Linked DNA regions of Zea mays: region 1 is linked to region 2. Evidence: chromatin contacts called from public Hi-C data. All regions are on one chromosome and are shown on one strand. The core of a region is the stretch at or near the end of the contact, and the rest is flanking DNA. Distances in the headings are between cores, read along the strand shown.

Evidence for each region. A called contact is a pair of places that touch in the nucleus more often than the background predicts.
Region 1: a contact with region 2 is called in a Hi-C map of ear, with 2.0 times the contacts expected there. The contact joins the promoter of LOC103653419 here to the enhancer-like site in region 2. A contact is called at or near these places in 2 of 25 Hi-C or Micro-C datasets (ear and tassel).

The regions. Positions count from the first base shown.
Region 1 is chr4:77,991,044-77,997,536 of Zm-B73-REFERENCE-NAM-5.0, forward strand. LOC103653419 (pentatricopeptide repeat-containing protein At5g12100, mitochondrial) reads left to right here and starts at 2,884. Exons shown (of 1, transcript XM_008680330.3): 1 at 2,884-5,412. The coding sequence starts at 2,914. The coding sequence ends at 5,016.
Region 2 is chr4:77,608,421-77,614,399 of Zm-B73-REFERENCE-NAM-5.0, forward strand. No RefSeq gene overlaps it. Among protein-coding and RNA genes, the nearest start is that of LOC100280946, 46 kb to the left of the region's middle. Within about 2 kb of position 3,696, at least 11 of the 20 cell types and tissues checked have an H3K27ac peak or open chromatin away from gene starts, as enhancers often do. A contact at or near this core is called in ear and tassel, where this site is marked.

The DNA of each region.
Region 1 (6,493 bases), core at 1,634-4,133, 380 kb after region 2:
TACCGCTTCATAAGGGCAAGACCTGGTTTGATCCGTGGAATTTGGATCCGATGGCCAGCGATGAGCCCCTTCACAGTTTAATCTGTACCATAGGTTTTTATTCGAATGGCTCATATCCATAGTTACCCCTTCGGTCGGGCATATTTGCAAAGGAGCTCTTGGGGTTTTTAAAAATGAACCCGCCATCCTGGTGCGCGTAAAAGTATTTATGCCTGGGTCCTGAAATTCACATATTAGACCTTGTACTTTTATATAATGATGTCGTCGATCGAATAAAGGGTATAAATAATTCCAGAAATAGTGGATAATCATTTATATGGGTAAATAAATGTTGAAACCTTAGAATATTTATACCTTAATCATTTTAGCTCTGAATTAATCCGTTCCAGTTGCGTTGGGCTCGTATTAAAATAGTGGCTACAACTTAGTAACCTTATTTTATTATGTGACATGTGGTTAAAATCATGCACTTAATTTGTTTTATGTTTAACACCTAAACAATCAAAAAATCATAACTCTTAAACCGTAACTCCAAAATTAGTGGTTCTCAAACCTAGGATCTCATTACGATGCGTATATTATTATCATGCATTCTATTCTTATGTTTGGTGTGATGTTAATTTCTCCCATGCAAATTTTGTTTGTATTGTTACGAGTAGACGAGCAAGTAGCTAAGGAACCAGGAGCTCAGCAGGTTGAAGAGGCTAAGCAGGAGCTCGTTGAAGGCAAGTTGTGCCCTTGACCACTTTTCTTTACCCAATAATGTTCTCTATAATCACTGTGGCATGTTTAGGTTTAATTTGATGGGACCTAATAGGTCACCCTAGTTTGATCTACTTTATACCTTGTTCACCATTGAACTTTTGGGTAGTCCTGCTATTGCACTATGTGGTTTTGGGTGTTAAGATAAATTTGACACAGGATCATTCTTTATTATTACCGTTGATTATTTATTATTCATGATAAGATTATTGTGTTAACTGGAACATGGAGAACCACCCGGGAAAACAGTGCTACCACAAGGGTGGAATGGGACACCCTTGGCCAAGTAATTAGGAAATCTAGGGAGAGACTACCTTACCTGAATGGGGCAAGCGGGGAGGCGTCGCTGTAGAGTATAGGGAGGTTCTCAGGTCGGACTGTTTGTTTAGCTTTCTGGACGAGGGATTCCTATGCTTCCTTCTTCCTGAATCCGTAGCGGGTTTTCTCGAACTAGTGGAACTTTGGAAAGGCCTCGTAGTGCTACCCTGCCTTGTCTACTCGATAGAGATGAATGGGACTTCTAAACCCCTTGGCAAATGGATAGCATGGCTTGTGGGTAAAGATGTGCAACCTCTGCAGAGTGTAAAACTGTTATATCAGCCGTGCTCACGGTCATAAGCGACTCGGACAGTCACATGATTAACTTATGGAAGTAAACTTAATTTGTCATATGCATCGCATTGTGGTTTTATTATCAGTTTTGATCTCTTATTACTTTGAGATGGTATATACTTACACTTAGTAATTGCTAATAAAATTTGACCAACTTATTTAAAGCAATGCTCAACTTTAACCATTATTTGTTTATCAGCCTTATACTTCATATGAGCCCCCCACGGTGAGCTCATGCACATTATTCCCCACACTTGTTGAGCGATGAACTTTTGTGAGCTCACTCTTACGATATATAACCCTTACCCCCACAGGTGAAGAGCAAGTGGCCCAAAAGGAGGACTACTATAAGGAGTTTGACGAGGTCTAGGTGGCGTCTCATAGTCAGCTTAAGGGAGCCAAGGAAATAATATTAGTTCGCTTTATTTGTTATCATTTTTTTTGTAAGACACTTCCGCTATGTAATAAAGTTTGTGACATTCATCTCTATACACTTAGTCATTATATGTGCTGTTCTTCTTTAGCACACATATGAGATGCATCTGAGTTTGCCCCTAAAATCCGGGTGTGACAGCACCAATGCCGTCAAGGTCAAGCTATATCGTATACCGATGACGCTTTTCTCGCATCGAGTTCCCGGCCGATGAAGCGGGGAGGCGCAACTCCATAGTTAGGGTTAGGGATTCAGGAGAACAGAGCTAGGTGTAGAAAGGGGACTAGAAGGACACAACGAGAGAAGAGCCATGAAGGGGCACTTTAGTAAACTCGTGGCGACACCGACAATGGACTCGCAGAAAAGAGATACGTAGTACTCCCTCCGTTTATAAATATTTGACACCGTTGACTTTTTTTAATTTTTTTTTACACTCTGTCTTATTCAAAAAAAATGAGTTGTCATAGTTTGTGCTTGATTTAAAATTTTACATTTTTGAATAACTATTTTGAATAAGACGAGTGATTAAAGTTTTCTATAAAAATTAATGGTGTCGTATATTTGTGAACGGAGTCAGTACTAGGAGTGAGTGTCTCGTTAGGTTTGAAAAACTGCAGCGATGGGAACAAATGTGGAAAACGCGAGGTTGGTGGTCCAATTTTCGTAATAAGCTCACTTATGGGTACAGCACTACAGCAGTACAGTATTAGACCAACTCCAGCAGTACTCCGCATGCGGCTCCGTATCCCTATTTTGCGGAGTCTAGCACACTATTCATCAGTCCAGCAGGCTCCGCATCCGGCTCCGTAAAACGCACGACCTGTACCCTGACTCCCCATTTCCACGCTTTCTCTCTCCTCTCCGCAGCTCTCTGCGTGCGCGCGCGCCTGCTGGCGGGCCCCGGGTGTCATAGACTGCATGCGGAGTGGGATGCGGAGTGTTGCTGGAAACGGAGACGGATACGGAGAGGAGAGAGAATCTGTTGGCCGCGCGTTTTAGGGATACGGAGAGGGAGTCTGCTGGAGTTGGTCTTAGAGGTTGGTGGTCCAATTTTCCCGCAAGACCAACTATGGGCACAGCAGTACAGTATTAGAGGTAGCTCGCAAATGTCTCGCCTTCTCCCATGCCGCCGTCACCTCTCCTCCACCTCTACTGCCTCCCTCAGTGAACTCGCCTCCCTCCTCGACGCCGGCCGCTTCCACCGCGCGGTCGACCTTGCCAAATCCCTCCTCTCCTCCCATCCCCCCGCTACCAACGTCCCCGACCTCTACCAAGCTCTTGCCGCCACAGCCGACACCAAGGACGGCCCGCGGGCGCGCCCCCATTCCTTCCTCTGCGACGCGGCCTCCGCCCTCGTTGTCGCCTCCGCGCGTCTCTGCCAACCTGACGGCGCGCTCCGCCTGCTCTCCCTCCTCGCCAGCGCGGGCGACGGCGCCTGCGCCGGCGAGGTGTGCTCGCCGCTGCCGTCCCTATCGTCCTGCAATCTCCTTCTCGAGTCTCTCCTATTCGTAGGTCGCCACGCTGATGTGCGCGCCGCGTTCGGCCTCCTCGTGGCGGCCGGGGCGCGCCCGGACACCTTCGCGTGGAACAAGGTTGTCCAGGCCTGCGTTGCCGCGGGCGACCTCGATGTGGCACTCGCCATGCTGCGGCGGATGGGCCGTAGCGAAGGCGCCCCACCTCCCGACGCGTTCTCGTACAACGTGGTCATCGCAGGGCTTTGGAGGTCCGGGAAGGGCAGCGACGCCCTCAAGGTGTTCGATGAAATGGTGGACATGGGAGTCGCGCCTAACCGGATCACCTACAACACGATGATTGATGGGCATGTCAAGGGTGGGGACCTGGAGGCTGGTTTCAGACTGCGGGATCAAATGCTACATGATGGCCCTAAGCCAAATGTTGTCACTTACAATGTGCTGCTATCAGGGCTGTGCCGCACTGGCAGGATGGATGAGACGAGAGCCTTGATGGATGAGATGGCATCACATAGCATGTTGCCAGATGGTTTCACATATAGCATATTGTTTGATGGTCTCACAAGAACAGGAGAGTCACAGACCATGCTTTCTTTGTTTGCGGAGTCTTTGAAGAAGGGTGTCATGCTTGGAGCATACACTTGCAGTATCTTGCTGAATGGTCTATGCAAGGATGGGAAGGTCGCAAAGGCAAAACAGGTGTTCGAGATGTTGGTGCACACAGGACTGGTCCCAACAACAGTGATCTACAACACACTAATAAATGGCTATTGTCAGGTTCGTGACCTTCGAGGAGCCTTCTGCATCTTTGAGCAAATGAAATCACGCCATATTAGGCCAGATCACATCACCTACAATGCACTCATAAATGGTTTGTGTAAGTTGGAAATGGTCACCAAAGCAGAGGATTTGGTGATGGAGATGGAGAAGAGCGGAGTGGATCCGAGTGTGGAAACTTTCAATACACTGATTGATGCTTATGGGACAGCAGGGCAACTCGAAAAGTGTTTCACTGTTCTGTCTGATATGCAACAGAAGGGGATAAAGTCAGATGTTATCTCCTTTGGTTCGGTTGTCAAGGCTTTTTGCAAGAACGGAAAAATCCCAGAAGCTGTAGCTATCTTGGATGATATGATATACAAAGACGTTGCACCAAATGCACAGGTGTACAACTCAATCATTGATGCTTATATAGAGTCAGGTGACACTGAGCAGGCTCTCCTTCTGGTGGAGAAGATGAAAAATAGTGGAGTATCCGCAAGTATAGTTACCTATAATTTGCTGCTAAAAGGTCTTTGCAGAAGTTCACAAATAGATGAAGCGGAAGAGTTGATTTACACCTTAAGAAATCAAGGGCTGAGACCTGACGTTGTCAGCTACAATACTATAATATCAGCATGCTGCAACAAGGGCGATACTGATAAAGCATTGGAGCTTCTCCAAGAAATGAACAAGTATGGCATCAGACCTACACTGAGAACGTGCCATACACTTGTTAGTGCATTGGCTAGTGCAGGGAGAGTTCATGATATGGAATGCCTATATCAGCAAATGTTGCACAAGAATGTTGAACCGAGCAGTAGCATATATGGCATCATGGTTGATGCCTATGTGAGATGTGAAAATGATTCAAAGGTAGCATCTCTGAAAAAAGAAATGTCAGAGAAAGGAATAGCCTTTGATGACACGAAGAGAAGTAACCATGAGCTAGATAGGATAATAGCAAGTCCAATTTGATTGGATTGCCTTGAAATGAAAAGGCTGGAAGGTTGCCAGTTATGTTAATATCAAAAACAAAATTTCAGATTTAGAGTTCAATTGTACAGACATGAAACATAAATGGGGGTATGCGGGTATAAAGATGGTAGCGGCTAAATGTTTGGTATAATTCGTATTGAACCTTTTGCCACTGCCAAGAACCATGTCATCAGTTTCTTCTTTAATCTGCCCTAGGGTAGTGGGGATGGGTCCAATTTTTTTATTACTGTATTTTCAAAAACTTGGGTGCCAGTGCCATGCTCCTTCAACCTTCATTACCTCCCAGGTTGCAAGGACGATAGAGGGCATTGTTTTGAAATGTTTATTGTTGCACATGAAGGGCATAATAGTATAGTTGATCAATTTTTTTCTTAACTCAGTGTGGTTCTCCAATTTGCTGTATCATATGGAATTCACCGTGCTTCATGATTTTGTCTATTTATCAGCACTATCTTTGTTTGCTAATTTCTATAATTCAACAAAATAGTATTTTCCCTTACTGATGAAGTGTGGAACACTTATCAGATTGACTACTAGTTGGTATCATGTTTGAACTGAGTATAGATATAAAACTGAACAGAGTGCAACGAAAAGGCAACTTGCTAAAAGCTTGTCACTATTGTCAATGTCTGACTTCCCACTGTAATTTAGTTTATTGTTGATGAAAGCACTGCTACTATTTTAGTTGAAACTGAATAGACGAAAAGTGTCAGGTGTTAAAACTGATGCTACTTTAAGTTTACTGGTTTTCCTTTCGCCAGGAAAACACTTTTGTACTAGTTCCAATTTAATTTCATATGTCTCTAAGGATGTATGTCTGTATCTTTATTTTACTGGTACTTGAAGGTTCTCCTGGTGCAGCAAGGGCTACGTTTCTGACTTGGGCCATTGTTAATAGGTCCTCCCAATAAAAGAGTAACACTTCCCCCCATTGTGAAACAACCCATCCTCAAGCTAAAATGAAGGGAAAGCGTCCTTGAACTCATTGAGTTGCTCCATGTAGAGTCAACAACAGATTGGCCCATCCAACCACAGGTTTAAGGCATTGGCCCATCCAACCACAGTTTTAAGGTCGTAAAACGAGATAAGATGATTGATCCTTTTTTACCTTTTAAACGATAAAGCGTAAGCGAGGCGACGCCTTAATTATATTTAATAAAAGAAAAAATATTGATATTTAATAAAGTATTTAGGACATAAATATTAATAAAGAAATTAATTATATTTAATAAAAGGAAAAATATTGATATTTGATAAAGTATTTAGGACATAAATATTAATAAAGAAGAGAAAAAAAGATAAAGAAAAGAGAAAGATTACTCCAGTTTGCCAATTAAAATTAGATTAAACCCACTCCCTGTCTTCTAGCACTGTCCCTCTCCCTAGTCACATCCCTCTCTTACAGCTGACTCCCTCCCTCCGAACGCCCCCTCTCTCTCAGCTCTCTCCCTCTCTC
Region 2 (5,979 bases), core at 2,446-4,945:
TACTCTAAAAGATTTCGTCCCCTAAATCTTTCTCGTCACCAACAACGTCCTCTAAAATACATCCTCTACCTCTCATCTGTTTCAATATATCAACTTAATTAACCGAATATATTATTTTATAAAACAACAAATACTAATTAAATAAAGTCTTGACTTCAATCTGTCAGCATAAAGTACCAGAAGTGAATTCACAATTAATAAATAAACGGACAAACAAAACAGGAACAAAAGCTGGTACTAGACGTCGGCTGACCATTTCATCAAACATGTATGATGCGTCGTCCAGCATTTGGCACAGATCACTATTGGCGGCCTAGCTGCTCGCACACGCGATGTCTATTGCTGCATTTGCCCACATCATTGCATTCGCAAGCTACTCCACCTGGCCGTCATAGTAGGCCTTCCCGGCAACAATAGCGGCCTCCCCTGTTGGCTCGAGCACGCTGATGCGGAGGTCGCATCCGAGGCTACTACCTGCGCTGCCGCAGCGTCGAAGCTCTGCCCCCACGGCCATGGCGTCGAGGGCCTCCATCCCCGCTTGTTGGTCCTCGAGCTGCACCACCGTGGCATGGAAGCTCCGCCCCCGACAGCCATAGCACGGTGGTGGATGAGTAACTGCCGTAGCATTGCTGGCGACTTGTACGAAAATATCGAGCGCACACATGGATAGAGGATGGAGAGAGAAACGCCACATTTAGCGATCGCCAGACAGACGCTATGTTTTAGCGGATGTTTTACCGATCCTTGTTGGATGCGTAGCAAACGACTGGAAACGCTAAATATAGCGCACCGGATGCTTTATAGGGTATTGTTGGAGACAGTCTAACAATGTAGACATAGCACTATAGCACAGAATTCATTAAAAGTTGAAACAAACGCCATGGCTTCTCTAGTTCTTTTTCGCAACACAGGTCACAAGATACCATTATACCACCACCAGGACTCCAGAAGTAACACAACAAGAACCATCACCGCCAAGAAGAGCGAAGAAGCCTTTACACCTTGTGCTGCTCAAGCTGGTCACGGCTTATGTCCTGCAGCTGGTTCACTGTCTGAGCATGGTTGTGCTAGTTCTCTTCACCTGAACCACATCCTCACAAGGCTCTGCTTCAGTGCACAAAGAAACAATAACTAGATCCGATTGGTTGACAGAACTTGGGTTTGCCCAGGAATTCTCTGTAACTTAAACTTAAACACCTTGGAGCCTGGTTGGCCTTCTCTCCAGCAATCTACAACATTATATAGCCCGTCATATGTGAATATTGTGGTTTCTTTGGCCATCGAATGGTTGCCTTCCTCTCTGTCCAGACATTTGAAGGTGTGAATTACTCGGACAGGACTTTTTGTTCGGATGCAGTTCTTCAAGGCTAGATTACCCCTCTCAAGCTTTTGATCCCCCTCACCCTTGTTACCAGAAATCTTTCCTCCAGAACCGGTGTATACCAATTCACCCAACCGAGATAGCTGATCAGGATAACCTCCAGAAGCAACGATACTGATTGCGATAAGCACATTATATTTATCTCTTGTGGTGTCTATGCCTCCCTGGTATGGGCGGTGGAGACCAACAATGTTCAACTCGACTCTGTAGAGAAACTCGTCACCAACTTCTATTCCAAGCACATTCCCAACAATAGGCCCAGGCTGCGTAAATCCTGGCATTTTCTTGATTAGATCAGCAGCTGCAAGATCAATTCTATGTAACTTCAATGGCTGTTCTTTCATAGCTTGTATTATAGCCCTGCACATAAACTCGAACCTCCTGCTCAGCATCTTGGCCTTGCTCCTAGCATCCACATTCTGGATGGCATATTTTTCTTCACGAGCAGCTAGTGCCTTCAGAATGCCATCTTCCACGTTAGATGGCAGCATCGATTTCTGTTTTATATTTCCCTTCTTCTTGGGACCAAAGGAGTTCCTAATTGTGGCAGCAACATCTCCTTCTGTTCGGACGCACTTTTTTCTAGATGCGTGAGCCTTCACAACTTGTTGTTTAGCAGGCATAACTTCCACCTTCCCCAGCAATGGCAAACGCACTTTACTGACTCCTCGAGCAACCAGAGACGCTCGGACCCTCCCGCAACCAGGTGGGAAGCGGCGAATGGCAGAAATCATCCTTGGCTTGGGTAGCAAACGCTGTGTGCCTGGCACCAACACGTTCCTTTCAAATCCAGAACTCCTCTGTGAACCAGTGTCAAGGAAACCAGTTGCACTAGGCACACTGCTCCAGCATGAACTCTCATATGATCTCTGCAGCTCAGCCTCCAGACCGTGATGGCCACTGTCAGCAATTGGTGCGGAGACAACCGCAGCAGATGACTCCACCTCCATGACACTCGAACCCGCCTTGCCGACCGAAAGAGGAAGAGCCGTCTTCTTCAGTGCATCAGAAGCAACTGCAACCACGAGCCTAGAATCGTCGTCCGCGGGCGTAGCTGCAGCTTCTCTCCCGTAGCCGAGCGAGAAACGGCGCGTCGCCGACACTAGCCTCCGCTTAGGCAGCGGCGCCAGTGGGTACGCCGCCAAGCCCAGGCCCATCTTCCTCCCCGCGTCGCTGACTCCCTTCTCCTCTGCCAAGTCGAGACACCTCTTGCCGCCCAACTCGGCGACTCCCTTGTCCTTCCGCGCCACCCCAGGCGCCCCGTCGCCCGTTACAACAGCCACCGAGTAGCACGTCATCACGCCGCTGCCGTGCCGCGTGTCCCGATCCCGAGTACCGCGCACCTCGTCCGCCTTCCCCACGCCGCCGCTGCGCGTCTTGCCTCTAGAAGTCGGAGGGCGAGGAGGAAGGCAGCGGCGGCGGTCGCCGGCGCCGAGATGCTGGGGCTGGGGCTGCCCCAGCGCGGAGGAGGTCGGCGCCCCCGTATACACCCGCTGGCGCGCGGCGTCGAGCCTCGCCGCTTGCAAGTCCATCCCGGAACCCTTATCGGTCGATGGCCCCCGCCTGCGACCTGAGCACAAAACCACAACAAAACCCCACTAATTAGGCCACTACATTCCAATTTCCAAACATAAATCGCCACGGCAGGGCAACACATAACGGAAGCAGAAGCAAGAGTCGAGCGGGCGGAAGCGGAACCAAGGAGGCAACGACTGGCTTTTGGTCTTCGGAGCCGGAGACGGCGAGGTGGCGGGTTTGTTCCCGTCCCAGCCTCCCAGGCGAGGCGACGAGCACGTTGGAGCCTTCAGAAAAGAGAAGAGAACAAACGGGTCTCCTAATATTTTACGTGACTGAAATTTTGTTTGTTCTGAGTCAAGTCTCATGACCATTAAGGGCCCATTTATTTGTTCGGCTGTAAAGTGAGCGTAAGAAATGCAGGGAGGGAGAGCAAATTACGGCTAAATATTTGATGGCCATTGAAGCTGAGAAACTGAAGAATTTAGAACGCCATTAACGGTGGCATGAGTGGAAGAAACTGCCGGTGGCGTGCGAGCGAGCGTTCAGCCGGCGTGCACAAGAGTGAATGACGCAAGAAAGAGAAACTATCGCAAACATCGCCATTAATGGCGAGCATAGGAAGAAACGTTGTAGTGGGAGGAAGGGGACGAGCCACGGCAGGAAAAAGGACGGTGAGGTGGCTTCACTACGAGGAGACGAGCAAGCAGCAAGAACCCGGGCGAACGGCTCTGCGTGGGCAGGAGCCGAACGGCGGCACGCTAACGTCCCAACGAACAGAGCAAGAGAGACGTTAGGAGATAGATGTAGGATTTGACAACTGGGACCCATGCGCAAGTGATACAAAGAGAGAGGGAGAGGCTGGGAGTGGTCGGCCGGGCTTGAGAAAATGGGAATGGCTGGGCGTGGGTTTTTTTCTCTCTTTTTTTAATTTCGAAATTCTTTTTTTAAAATAGCAGAATATATATATAATAAATAAATATATTCCAAAAAATTAGAATAAAGTCTTTAATATTATTAACATATTTAAAATGCATATTTTCACAACAAGATTGTACTAACTTATTATATTTTTATAGAAAGATTCACACCAAAAAATAAATCTCAATTAATGTATAAGCATATACATATTTCTAAAATCATAATAAATTCAAGAATATTATTAACTAAATACTTGTTTTGCAGGAAGCTTTATTTTAACAAATTATTATTATTTTGTAAAATGTTTTTCACACCAAATTAATCAAAAAATTGGACGCAAATCAAATCAAACAAAAAATATGATTCACATGAATGCATCAATCAATTGGTAAAATTTTATCTATTCAAGAAATTGCTTGATTTAATTATATCACCATTCCATCATTTGAAAACGTCAATATTTTTCTTTTCTACTAGAAATTAATAATATAAACTAGGTTGCCTTTAATTGATGGATTTAGGGTGCTACAGAATCTACCCTCTTAAAAAGAATCTTGTCCTCGAGATTAGAGAAGGCTAGCAAGAAAACAAAGGTGATAGATGGTTATTCGTAGGTTCTTGGTTTCCAACGGACTCTTCCAAACTTAATGAACTCATTACTTCTTCATACCACAATATATACTAATCAGGTGACCTTCATCATCGTACTTATAACCTGGTTGGTCTTCTGAATTATTGCTTAGGTCATGCTGGGGAGCTTTCTTCTCTAGTCGGTCTAGACGTTTCTTGGGGCATTCGCGAATAAGATGTCCTTCATTTTTGCAGTAGTAGCAAGCACCTCTTGCTTTGAGTTCTTTGCGAGTCAACTTTGCTTGACCAACAGGGGGTGAGGGTTGACTGGGTGTCTGTATCTCATATGGTTGAGCGTGACTTGATTCTTCGGTTTGGATATCCAGGTGTTTCGTGGCTTTTGCTTGTGATTGAGGTGGACTAATCATGTATCCAAACATTTTTCTATTTCTTTTGTTGTTCTTCATTCCATTCATCAAATATCTCTGTGACTCATTTTTCTCGTTCATAGTTGTTAAGGTAGGAATATTGTCGTTGGCACCATTTACTTCATTTCCATTGGGGTTCATCATCTAGTCAGAGGGTAAAAGAGTTAGTGAGATAGACTGCATAAGCGGCTTGTATGATATGAAGATAAAGGGTGAACACAACTTTTTGATTTCCAAGATTAGTCAAGGAACAAGGGTGGTTTCAGATTTCTCCTAGCTTCATCATACTACAAGAGTGTACAAGTGTTATAATCCTTAACAGAGATCTTTTGAACCTTATAAATTACGGAGCATGATACCCAAATCATCTTTCTGATCCAACAGTATTTCTTTGAGCACAAATTGAGAGAAAGACTTGAGCGGGATTTTAGGGCAACTAGAGTATCACATTGTTTGCATATAGCAGATGACACCACAGTTTATTTTCTTTATAAAGAGGCAAAACACAATAGGTGCGAAAGATTCTCCAAATTTATTCATATAACACTTAGCACAATTACAAATCTTGAAAGGGACAACACTTTGACATTTTTTTCTTCGTGAGACATACTCCTTCTTCTAGCTAAATGACATATTAATCTTCCTTGTCAGATGTACCAAACTTCAGAGCTGGAGGTCGGTTGTCTTTAACTACTATTGTTTCTTCAGATGGAGTTTCCAAACATATGGTTCTCTTAGTATGTTGGATTACTGCTTTAGTTCTTTGTAACCAATTCTTTCCAAGAATCACATCCTTTCCCATTAATTCTATCACTAGGAGATCAGCTGGAAAATCTATCCCGTTGATTTTAACACTTACTTTTGGACATATGTAGTTCACTAACATTTTCCTTTTGGGTGTACTGATGGTCTTTCTTGATCTTAAGGGACACTTAAAGATACCATACTTTGTTGCAAACTGGGCACTGATAAAAGAATGTGTTGTACGAGGATCATACAATACGGTGGCGATGGTTGTGTGAATGACTAGTGTTCCAAAAATCACTGCATTATCACATGGAATAGTTCCTGTTACCGCATAACTTATCTTTCATGTGGTCTCTTTCCGTTGTTTATTCTTTGTTGATGCATGGGTTTGAGGGTGTTGTCTTTTCTTTTGGACTT